2 separate regions of the Mus musculus genome follow, and region 2 is linked to region 1. The links are chromatin contacts, called in public HiChIP or PLAC-seq maps. All regions are on one chromosome and are shown on one strand. Each heading gives the region's core, a stretch centred on a gene start, on an enhancer-like site or on the middle of the called end of the contact. The rest is flanking DNA. Distances are from core to core; before and after follow the strand shown.

Region 1 (5,652 bases), core at 2,781-5,280:
TGGCTGCATTGGTCCCTGACATGCTAGGGTCCCTGAGGTAGCCACTGTTTTTGATGGTGAGATCAAGTTTATGACAGAGTCACTAGGTAGTGGTACACCTTATAGGATGCCACGTCTTAAGCTATCAAGGCAACCTGCAGTTCTTGGGGTGTTTGCTGCATCTGGCTCATGGTAATTTGGCCAACTCAACTTGGGAGAAAAAGCTTGGGGCTTTTTTTTCTTTTTTGGCTGGGGGGGGGTGGCAGAGGAGGGGAGCAAGCAGCCATTCCCTTTGCCACCTGTCAGTTCTTAGTGGCAATCGAAAAGGAGACAAAATTCAACATAGGAAATTGCCTTTTAAAGGAGTCAGTCGTTAGTAAAATCAGAGAAGCTAGCCAAGAGACAGGATGGGCCCGCATTTGACCTTCCTGCCTGGGGAGTCGCACAGTGAGAGCATCCTCCTAGTTTTCCCAGTCCAAGTGAAAACAGCGGGGGTTGTGCTAAAAGTACCCCACAGACAAGGCCGCCAGGCGGATGAGACAGAGCCCTTTCCCACGGCCACCTCTGGTGAACTCCCCAACGCAGGGCAGCAATGCTCATCTTTCCTACAAGGACCAGCAGACTGTCATCTGGCCAGGACAGTGAGAGCTGGGTGTATAACACACCGCTCTTTCTTAAGGGCACTATGGGCCAGGAACTGATAATTTGCCCAGAAAGGGCAGCATGGATCCACTGTTTGATAATCCTCCTCAGAGAGCTGTCAGTCTCAGTGCCCAGAACCTTCTAGGGCAGTGTTTTTCAGCCTGTGAGTCACAACCCCTTTTGCAGGGGTTGGCCAACCGGTTCACAGGGGTCGCCTAAGACCACTGGAAAACACATTAACATTACAACTCATAACGCCAGCAAAATTATAGTTATGAAGTAGCAATGAAAATAATTTTAGGTTGTGGAGTCATCACCACATGAGGAACATTAGGAAGGTTGAGAACCACTCTCCTAGGGCCTTCTGCCCAGCCTGGGGGTGATTTTGTTCTAGGAGACCTCAAGGAGAGGAACCTTGGGTCCTGTGTAGCATGCCCAGGTAGGACTTGTTTGAGCGTGGAACCTGTGACTCCTGACCCGCCCAGGCTTTCCGTGATGGAATGGGTGAGTGTCACCACAGGGTCCTGAAGTAGCGGCAGTGGCCTTTGGGTCTGTCTGTCCCTGCCACTTACCTGAAGGGAGAGAGATTTTCCTTTCCTTCTCTCTGCCTTTATTTTTCCCTGCATCACCCACAGCTGTTGGCATCTGATTTCTGAAATTCAGAGTGACTGTGTTCAGGCTTTAGGAAACATAGGGAAACACCCACAGACCAGGCTGAGAAGCGCCACGCAGCCTAGTCCTCGCTCGGCCATTGCTGCTTAGGTTTTGTTTCTCCCCACTTTCTATGTAAACCAGGCTGGCCTCAAACTCAGACACTTTCCTGCCTCCTGTGCGCTGGGATTAGAGTCCTGTGCTACCACACCCAGCTGTCACTCAGGGCCATCTCTGCATCTGACACACAGTGCCAACAGAAGGGGACCTCAGGATGTCCTCATGCTGCTGGAGAAGAATGCCTAGCTCCACCGTCACCTGCCTGCTTTTCTCCCAAAATGAGTGCCCGAGGCTGATCCCCGGGCCTTGCTGGTTAGTTCTCACACATCAGACTCACATCAGGGAGGTCAGTGGGGCAGGGGCAGCAGCAGCAGTGGGACTCCTGCCTATAAAACACACAAAAGAGCTAGGCGCTTATGCCTGTCCTGGGTAGGGCCACACCACGCAGAGACAAGTTTCCACATGGAGGGAAAGCGCAGAAACCAGCCCTGGATGTCTGCCCCTCACATCTGGCTACTTAGCTCAGATGGGCGCTTTCCTGTCTCCAGATGTGAGGTGGGATCTGGCCTTCAGCTACACCCAGCTGGCCTGGCCTGTGGGCGCCAGGAAGACCCTGGTTACTTTGGGACTCATAGCCCCACGTACAACAGCCCTCTAGCTCCTTCTGTTACCAGCTTCAGCTGCCCATCACCTGGTGCGAGGAAGATGGCTGCCCCCCCCCGCACCCGGGAGCCTTCAGAGGAAATGACATGCTGATACCTGCTTTCTGGGAAGGTGAGCTGGGGGGTGATGGGCTTCAGGTAGTCCTCCATGTGCTCCAGGATGCTGCTGAGACTCTGAGTGCACAGGGCTTGCTCCTGAACAGGCAAGAAATATTCCTGTCTTAACCCGAATCATAGCTTGTTGTCCAGTGGTGACTGGATATGACTTGTACTCAATTGGGAAACAAGTTAGGAAGACCCCCTGGAGATCATTCGGCTCCAGCCCTTCCACAAAGAGCGCTGGCATTGCTCTCGCTTCCCCAGCACAATGCTCTCGCTTCCCCCAGCACAATGCTCCCAGTGGTTTTCCGGGAACTATCCTGACACCTCATCCCTGTCCCTGTCCCTGTCCTCTGATGACACTGAGGAATGTCCTGCTGATAGGGATCGGCCCAGGACAGGTAACCCTATGCTCTGCAGAGAAGAGGTAGCCAGACCCCTCCTCTGGGGTCACATTCAATCCAAGGACTCAGAGGAGCTCCCCACCTTTCATAGGGCTTCCCCTTCCTCCTCTTGAGTTCTGGGCCCATTACCCGGGCCCAATCCAACCTCAGAGTCTTGTTTTTTCCCTGGGATGGGCTGCAGTCTACAATATGGCTTAGAGTCTCGGGCCTCAAGTGCTTGGGTTCGGGGTCATAATTTGGCTGTGTACCTTGACCCGTGTCTGCCTCTGGAACCACTGGATACTCGTCAACAGGTCAGAGATGGCAGTTGGACTCGTAGCCACCCGAGTTACCTTGCAATAACCTGTCAAAATACACCCGAGGCCTTTACAGGGCTCAGAGCAGAGCTACTGGAGTCGTGTGGGCAGATGGAGACCCTTGTGAGGGTATTTAACCTTGACGTCTCAGAGGGGAGACATGTGATGGGAAGGTCTTCTGGGCACATTGAGTTCCCCCATTCTTCTCTGGGAACATGAGGGCTACTACCCAGAAAGTTCAGGCAGAGGCAAACACAGTGGTGATTGACAGAGGGAGTTCTGGGGAGGCATGGATCCTCTGGATCCCTTAGAGGAACGTGGGGCCTCTATTTTCTCTCGTCTCCTGGGTTCAGTCTCCCTTCCCCTCCCCTGCTCTGTGGTCCTGCTCTGGGGCAAGGATTTCTCCCACCCACTGCAACCCATCTGGAGTCGATGGGAGGAGCCCCTGCTTGTACCCAAGCTTACCGCCCACGGTTATCAGTTTCCCCTTGGGTGAAGGCATGGTCTTTGGTCTCTCAAAGGCAGCACCATACAGACAAGACCTGCAGGCAGAGCAGAGGTCACAGGCCCATTCCCAGGGGAGGTGAACAGGCAAGCACCGAGGTCTCAGGAGCCGAGCGGGCCAGTCTGCAGTCGGCACCCAAACAGGTGCCTTTCAATGTTTATTTTGGCAGACAGAGGCCTAGGAAGCAGTCTGTATAACCCAAGTAAGAGGGAAATTACAGAAGGTCTAGGAGTGCAGGCCTAGCCAGATCTATCTAACAGAGAGACCCTGTGTGAGTGCAGATCAGAGCTCCTTCCTCCCAATACATCCCTCGTCGTCATGGAAATTCACCCCGGTCTTTTCCGGGGGGGGGGGGGTCAGAAGAGGGCTTCCCTTTGTCTCTGGATTGAACGAGTGCCCATGCCTGTCAAGTGGACTAGCTGAGTCTGCCAAGTATGCTTTCCAGATGGCCCAGTTGGCCTCAGGCTAGGGGCAGAGGTGTGGTAAGCTTGCTCTGCCCATGCCTTCTGGCCGGGCTTTCTCAACAGGGTGGAGATTTACAATGGTAGGAGGAAAGCCTCACCTGTCCTGTGAATGCTGCAGAAAGAGGATCCGGAACACGGGTGGGATCTCATTCAGGATGCTGAAATGCTGCTCTGTGACACAGAGGCTCTGCCATGCCTGTGTGTGACAGGGGATGGTCACTCAGAACGGCCACTGCTCTCCCCCAGGTGTCTGGGCTGTGGAATGCATCAGTACCACAAGGGGGCAGCAGAGGAATGAGAAATTCACTGGCTCCTCAAATTGCCCAGCTCTGCCTACTTGTGGATGCAGTTCCCAGAAACCCTAAATAGCATCTCTTCAAGGTCCTTACTGCCTCCTTGAGCCTAGCTAAGGGCTTCCACTTAGCCCTGAGGCTGCAGGCTGCAGACCTATCTTGGGGTCAGTTTACCCAGACCCCCAGTTTTCCTGCTTCCTGTGAGTGAGTACTCCTAGAGGATGCACACACCTCAGGGTCCCCTCTGCCCACGGCAGTCAGCCAGCGTGGGCCCTGAGGGGTACCCCCAGATCTCCTGTGTGAGTTGCTTAATGCGCACAGCTTCAAGACCCAGCTTTGGGTTTGCAAAAATGAAATGATGTCTTAGAAAACTTTTATCAAAGAATAAGAAATAGAGAGAGCCACATAACGCCTACGTGAGGCACCAAGCGGACTCTTCACAATGGCCGTACCCATATGGCAGGTGAAGAGATGGGTCATGTTACCATATGGGGGCTGTGAATGGACTTTATTGGTGGTGGCTTGCTTCTTGCCTAGCCGCTGGCCACCTCAGTGTGTGGGTAGCCTCATCACACTGGTTCATGCAGAAGCTAGCTCTCCTTGCTTCAGTGTGTTTTGTTGTGTGGGTGTACCGATGTACTGTCTTCTCTGGCTGATTTCTCTGGCCTGACTTCATAGGGACCTGTGGAGGCTTATGGGAGTTTAAATAAGGATGACCCATCCCGCAGGGGTGGGGTTTCAAAAACCTATAGACCTTCTCAGTATAAGCTCTCAGCTACTTCTCTGGTGTCATGGCTGCCTGCTGCCAGACATCACTGGCTCTTTACCGGACTTCACCAAGACCTCGACTCCCCTGGGGCAAATAGTGGAAAGGAACTACAATTCTTTCAGCCTTCTTGTGCCTGTACCCATGGCATATGAGATTCAGAGAGGCGGAGAGGTCTTCTAGCACCACGCAGCTAGAGGTGGCACTTAGAGACTGCCCTATTAGCACTCAGTGAGCCAGCTCAGAGGCCAATATAGGTCACAGGAGTGTGTGTTCAGGCTCCCCGGCCCATTACCCTGAAAGAGGAGGCCAGTTTCTGCTCTACACTGGCAAACAGGCTGGTGGACATCTTGTCTTGCTGCCTGAGTCGCTGGTGGAGCTGCAGCAGGGCCGCCAGCTGTGAGCTGCCCGTGTTTTTCGTGGCCGTGAGCAGGACCTTCCGCATCATCTCTGAGGTTGAACAGCTCTGAAGCAGAGCAGACAAGAGTGGTGTGTGCCGTGTAGGAGGGTGGCAGAGGACAACTGAGCCGGGAGTGGCCATCTAGGAGTCTGTGTGTCACCCTCTGCTGGGCCCCTGTCGGACCAGGTGTCAGTGCTATGCCAGCCCTTTCTCCGGAGTCTCAGTATGTTCCATCATAGAGACTCGGTGTGTGTGTGTGTGTGTGTGTGTGTGTGTGGAGGGGGGGGGGATGGGGGAGACAGTGGTGAGTACTGCATGTGTCCACTGAGCTACAAGAACAGTTACATGGCTGGCTTCTATTACTTAAGGACTAGCTTGGCCTGAGGCCCAGAGAACAGGGAGGATCTCTTCTTCTTTCAACCACAGGACCA
Region 2 (5,577 bases), core at 2,224-4,723, 230 kb after region 1:
TTATTTATTTTATGTATATGAGTACACCAGAAGAGGGCATCAGATCGCATTACAGATGGTTGTGAGCCACCATGTGGTGCCTGGGAATTGAACTCAGGACCTCTGGAAGAGCAGCCAGTGCTCTTAACCACTGAGCCACCTCCCCAACCCCCTTCAGCAGAGAATTTGAGAAGCACACCCAGACCGCAGAAGCTGTAGGATGAGACTTAGACAGGTACACAACCATGATGGAGTCAGAGTCATAGGCTGAACAATGCTGGCCCTGCCCTGGCTAGCTAGGCAGAACTGAGACATGCTGGTGAAATTATCATAACCAAAGTCAATCAGACATCTACGAGAGAGAGAGAGAGAGAGAGAGAGAGAGAGAGAGAGAGAGAGAGAGAGAGAGAGAGAGAGAGAAGTGGTCCCAGGAATTATGGGCGTGACTTCCCCCTCTGAGACCCCAGACAAGCCTGTCTCTGTCAAATGGGCGTAGGGGGGTAGAAACTGCAAAAGCCTTTGCAAGCGTTGCTTCTGTGAAAACCTGCTGAAGTGGACAAGGCTCAGTTCTCTACCTTTCTCATGGTCTGCTCCTTCGGATGGGTTCCTCCCAGTCCTGCTGAGGGCCTACTGTTCCCACCATGGACTTCAAGGGTGGTATTTCCAGGCTCTTCTCTGAACCGCTGGTTTTTAATGTGAAACCTCTGCTTCCCACAGTGCCATCCGGATAAGCCGGAAAGGCCGGCACGCACTCCTCAACTTCTGCTTCCACGCCGCTCTGACCTTCACCGTGTTTGCTGGTGGCATCAATCGCACCCAACACCCCATCCTGTGCCAAGCAGTGAGTGTTGCCTTCCTGATGCTATAGGGGGAAAAAGTGTGCATGACAGCTTTCTTATCACAGCAGAAACGTATGCTAATTTGCTTATAAAGTAATACCTTAGTGCTTGTTCAGCTGTTGCTCCCGGGGAGACTGAGGCTTCTATAGTGACTCTATATGCTAATCCCACTCCATCTGAAGCAGGCTGTTTGGCCCAACATTTGGCCATATGAAATAATTTTATTTTTCCCTAGAGTCTAAGGACTAGTGGGCCACATACCTAGACAGCTACTGTCCAGCAAATGTTGATCTTCACAAGAATGGGGACATGATGCCTCTGCCAAAAAAAAAAAAACAAAAAAAAAAAAAAACAAAAAAAAAACCAGCAAGGCAGGACCCAGGGGTGGGATGAGTGAGACCTTCCAGTGCTGACCTCACCCTGCCAGCAGACCCGCCAGCCATAGCTACCAGCAGCAGCAGAGGCTCTATCCCCACATGAACCAGGAAGAGCATCCCAGGCATCTCTGTTCTCTTAGGGAAAGGGGGCTTTGAAACACTCAGCATGGAAAAGAATAGCTCAAATCACAAGGCAGACCACCTTCACACGTGGCCTGGTTTGAGCATCTTAAACTGGGAAACAGACAGGATCTGTGGCCCGCGGCTAAGATGATGCCAGAGAGACTCCTTCCAAAGCCAAGCCCAGGACCGTCCTTTGGGGTTGTGGCTCTGGATCAAGAAAACGAGCCAACTGATTCTCCAGCAAGGAGACTTATGTTTGTCCTGCTCCACACCTAAGCTCTAAGAGTGAGCACAGGCAGGGACCCAGAGCAGCTTACTAAAAAGCTTGGTGGTTTCTGTCATTTCATGGCTAACATCTTCCCTGCACCATGGGTCCTCACATATCCCTAACTGTTGCAAATTCAGCAAATAGCTATTGGCAGCTGCAGAAATGACTCCAGCCAACCTGAGGACCTCATGACCCACATTAATGACAATAACCACATTATCAGTTCCCCAGCCTCTCCTATGACGTGTCCCTCCTGCTTGGATAGCTAGCTGCAGGTGAGGCTTATCCTGAGGACCCATGGGTAATCCGCTATTCCCAGAACAGCCTGGCTCACAGGACACACCCTCCCACCTCCCTGGTTCCCATCCAGACCCACCCAGTTCATGCAGACTTAAACTGTCTCAGCTACTGCTACTTTGTTTCCCACACTGAAGCCCAGAATGCTCTGGGAGCATGACACCCACACCTGAAAGACACAACCCATGCTCTGGTCCCCTGGGCACCATATATATGTGACTATGTGACATATCAAACCCCAGGAAGACAGGCCCCTACCCTGGCCTGGAATAGACTATCAGAAGAGGAAGTGTCACATGCCTGAATGGAAGAGAAGACAGTTTCCTCCATTGCTGCCTCTGTTAAGCTGGAAATAGCCACATCGAGGGCTAGGAAATCCCACTCTCTCCTGCTATAAAAGCTTGCCCAGAAGCCAAAAAGGCAATTGAGTGGGCCGTTATCTTTATGTCTTCACTCTGCCACCAAGTGCTGCGCAGCTGGGGCCTGCTGGCCACGCAGTCATTGGAATCATAAAATCCAGCACTGACCCCAGGCTCAGGCCAACCCTATGAAGCCCCAGAGATCCAGGCACCCATGGCATTCCAGAATTCCACTGGGGCAGCACCTGGAAGAGAGATTTGGTAGGTGGGGACAAATGGACCTGGAAATACCCTCCAAGCTAAGATCTATAAGGGCCGTGCTCCGATGAGAAGTCCTTAGTAACTGGGACTCCAGATAAAGGACAGGTCCCGTGTGCTGGAGTACGGTGGACTGCAGAAAACACACCTCCTAGTCTCCGGTGGCTTTTCCTGAAATGGCCAGCCCCTATTCATCCCTTGCTTTTTGACTCACTCAAGGCCCTGAACTAATGTCTCAAGGGCAAGCCAGGTATCGGCAGTGTTAACGGTGTGGGACCAATTGAAACCCATCTGCCAGGCTATGCTGGGGGGGAAGTTGTAGACAGCAGACTAAGGACCAAAAAGCCACGTGTCCTGTTAGTTTTGTGGAGACCCAGAACTGCTGCTGCAAGGACAGGGGAGTCGAGGAGAGCTCAGGGGAAACAAGAGCTAAAGGAGACCCAGGTCCCACAAAGCACTCCAGGTAGCAATCTCCACCACACTAGGACATTTTTAAATGCCTCTGTGCCTGTGCACAGAAGTGAAGGTGTCTATTGCTTCTGAGGCCTCCCTGAGCCAGAAGCCAGGCTGGTTTTAATCAGCAGCCTGGCGGGTCAGAAGCTAGCCCACCTCACTCATCACGACAGCTCCCCTACCTCACCTGCTAAGAGGGAGATACCTGAGAGGAGCAAGCTAAAAATTAGATCACTGAAAGCTAGATGTGTCCCCCACTTTGATCAGCAACCAAGTGGCTGAGTACAGGAGTCCCAGCCCCTCCCCACCCAAGCTCAGCATCATCAGAACAGCCAGGAGAAGTGGTCCAGAGCTCTGGATGGCTGGCGAGAACAGACAGTTGTCATAGCAACAGAAAGATGACCGTGAGTCTCATTAAAGTACTAAGTGACATCATAAACAAAGCAGACGGCTGCTGTTAGTCCCACATAATGAATGTACGTCAGTGCTGGCCCTGGGTCCGGAAGCAAGGGAGGGTGTCCTGCCTGCTTCTTCCTCTCAATAGCACATGCTGTCTGGAAGCCAATCGGCATCCCTTGACCTCCCTATGTGTTCTGCCTCAAGTTGGTGTTTAAGAGACAAAGCCTGCCTTTGTACACTTTCTGCTCCCTGATCATACAGCCTGGATGAGACTCAGCTTAAGGGAGAAAACAGCCAGGCCTCCCCTCCATCTCTCCTCCCAGCTGTGCCCCCACCCACCTCAAGGCCCTGAACTAATGTCTCAAGGGCAAAAGTCAGGCGCCCTTCTGAGGATGAGTCTGACATTTCTGTCTGTCTATGACAGTGACAGCCACGCTGCAGACCTTTCTTCAAGCCGTGCCTACCTCCCCTTTTCTGTTTGCCTTTACATTGAACTCTTAGATGGCAAGCAGCTCTTGCCACCCAGGTCCGAGGCCTCCTACTCTCATCCAGGAGAGGTGATCCCAGTGTGGCTGGACCCTATCTCACCTGAGCATCAGCAAAGCCAAGAGAAAGCTGAACTCACAGGACATGCTGTGCTGTACCCACAAAGCCATCTGAAACCATAAACAGCTCTTCAATCTCTCCAACCCCCACCCCACCCCAAATCCTCATCAATTATTATAGCATTTTCTCATAAGTAAAAATTGAACTCTAGATTCGATAAATCATTATAATCGTGCGATGTTAGCTTTATTCAGGAAATCTCTGTATTCCTTAAACATTTATGTCCTTTCCGATTATAGCAATATTTTACTTGCCATTTCAAAATGTCAGGTTAGTACCTCAAAGGTAGCCTTATTTTATGGAATCAGATGGAGATGAAGCAGTGCAGAATGCGTAATTAGCTAGCGTAAAAGTGCTGGCTGGGACTAGCTCCAGCGGCTGTTTCCATAGCAATGAGTCACTGTGACGTGCAAGGGTGGGTTATCAGAGCCTCATCCCTGAGGTGCCTTTCCTTAAATTCAGTGCCTTGGTGAATATATGAGGGGAGCCCTGCTGTGCAGCTGTGCCTGCCTTCCACTTGGGGGGTCCAGAGTGGGGCCAGGGTTCACAGATAGGTGTGTACATCAGAGCCCGTACATAAAGATGACATAGACTTCCTACAGAGGAGGATCTAGTAGGCAACCCCACAAGCTTCTCACAGGTCCACATACACAGCAAATAGCTGGACAGTGTAAGAGTCTCAGCTGCCTCTGGCTCCTTCCCTACCTGTCCTCCTCCTGGTCTCACTGTTTTTATTGTCCCCAAAGAGCTACAGAGTAGCTGTCAGGGTTCTGTATACTCACAGCCCAGAAAGTTAGGACTGCACCCAAGGAGTCTGCTGTGCATGCTGGGGCAGGTGGCTGGGGCAGGTGGCTGGGACAGGTGGCTGGGGCAGGTGGCTGGAGGAGGTGGCTGGAGGAGGTGGCTGGAGGAGGTGGCTGGAGCAGGTGGCTGGAGGAGGTGGCTGGAGGAGGTGGCTGGAGGAGGTGGCTGGGGCAGGTGGCTGGAGGAAGTGGCTGGAGGAGGTGGCTAGAGGAGGTGGCTGGAGGAGGTGGCTGGAGGAGGTGGCTGGGGCAGGTGGCTGGGGCAGGTGGCTGGGGCAGGTGGCTGGAGGAGGTGGCTGGAGGAGGTGGCTGGGGCAGGTGGCTGGAGGAGGTGGCTGGAGCAGGTGGCTGGAGGAGGTGGCTGGAGGAGGTGGCTGGAGCAGGTGGCTGGAGGAGGTGGCTGGAGGAGGTGGCTGGAGCAGGTGGCTGGAGGAGGTGGCTGGAGGAGGTGGCTGGAGGAGGTGGCTGGGGCAGGTGGCTGGGGCAGGTGGCTGGGGCAGGTGGCTGGGGCAGGTGGCTGGGGTAGGTGGCTGGAGCAGGTGGCTGGGGCAGGTGGCTGGGGCAGGTGGCTGGAGGAGGTGGCTGGGGCAGGTGGCTGGAGGAGGTGGCTGGGACAGGTGGCTGGAGGAGGTGGCTGGAGGAGGTGGCTGGGGCAGGTGGCTGGAGGAGGTAGCTAGAGGAGGTGGCTGGAGGAGGTGGCTGGGGCAGGTGGCTGGAGGAGGTGGCTGGGGCAGGTGGCTGGAGGAGGTGGCTGGAGGAGGTGGCTGGTTGACATTCTCTCCTCCCAGGTGGGCATTGCTCTGCACTATTCCACGC

What was found. HiChIP or PLAC-seq counts read pairs in DNA pulled down with a chosen protein or histone mark.
Region 2: a contact with region 1 is called in an H3K27ac HiChIP or PLAC-seq map of oligodendrocyte precursor cells, with 3 times the contacts expected there. The contact joins two enhancer-like sites. A contact is called at or near these places in 20 of 39 promoter capture datasets (the 3T3-L1 cell line, 3T3-L1-derived adipocytes, the C10 cell line and 12 more), 3 of 15 datasets of contacts at CTCF or cohesin (embryonic stem cells and large pre-B cells), 25 of 484 Hi-C or Micro-C datasets (the HL-1 cell line, the N1E-115 cell line, the NIH/3T3 cell line and 12 more), 2 of 115 datasets of contacts at active chromatin or transcription factors (embryonic stem cells and oligodendrocyte precursor cells) and 1 of 9 other capture datasets (adipose tissue).

What each region holds. Positions count from the first base shown.
Region 1 is chr7:139,612,316-139,617,967 of GRCm38.p6, forward strand. It overlaps Cfap46 (cilia and flagella associated protein 46), which reads right to left. Exons shown (of 59, transcript NM_001302546.1): 44 at 5,117-5,287; 45 at 3,861-3,958; 46 at 3,259-3,335; 47 at 2,746-2,840; 48 at 2,092-2,189; 49 at 1,194-1,273. All of the region lies in intron 5 of Gm33031 (a long non-coding RNA gene), which reads left to right. Among named protein-coding and RNA genes, the nearest start is that of Nkx6-2, 32 kb to the left of the region's middle. Within about 2 kb of position 4,031, at least 38 of the 459 cell types and tissues checked have an H3K27ac peak or open chromatin away from gene starts, as enhancers often do. A contact at or near this core is called in the N1E-115 cell line, cerebral cortex, cortical neurons and 1 more, where this site is marked.
Region 2 is chr7:139,846,963-139,852,539 of GRCm38.p6, forward strand. It overlaps Adgra1 (adhesion G protein-coupled receptor A1), which reads left to right. Exons shown (of 8, transcript NM_177469.3): 5 at 697-820; 6 at 5,550-5,577. Among named protein-coding and RNA genes, the nearest start is that of Adgra1, 16 kb to the left of the region's middle. Within about 2 kb of position 3,474, at least 51 of the 459 cell types and tissues checked have an H3K27ac peak or open chromatin away from gene starts, as enhancers often do. A contact at or near this core is called in the N1E-115 cell line, cerebral cortex, cortical neurons and 1 more, where this site is marked.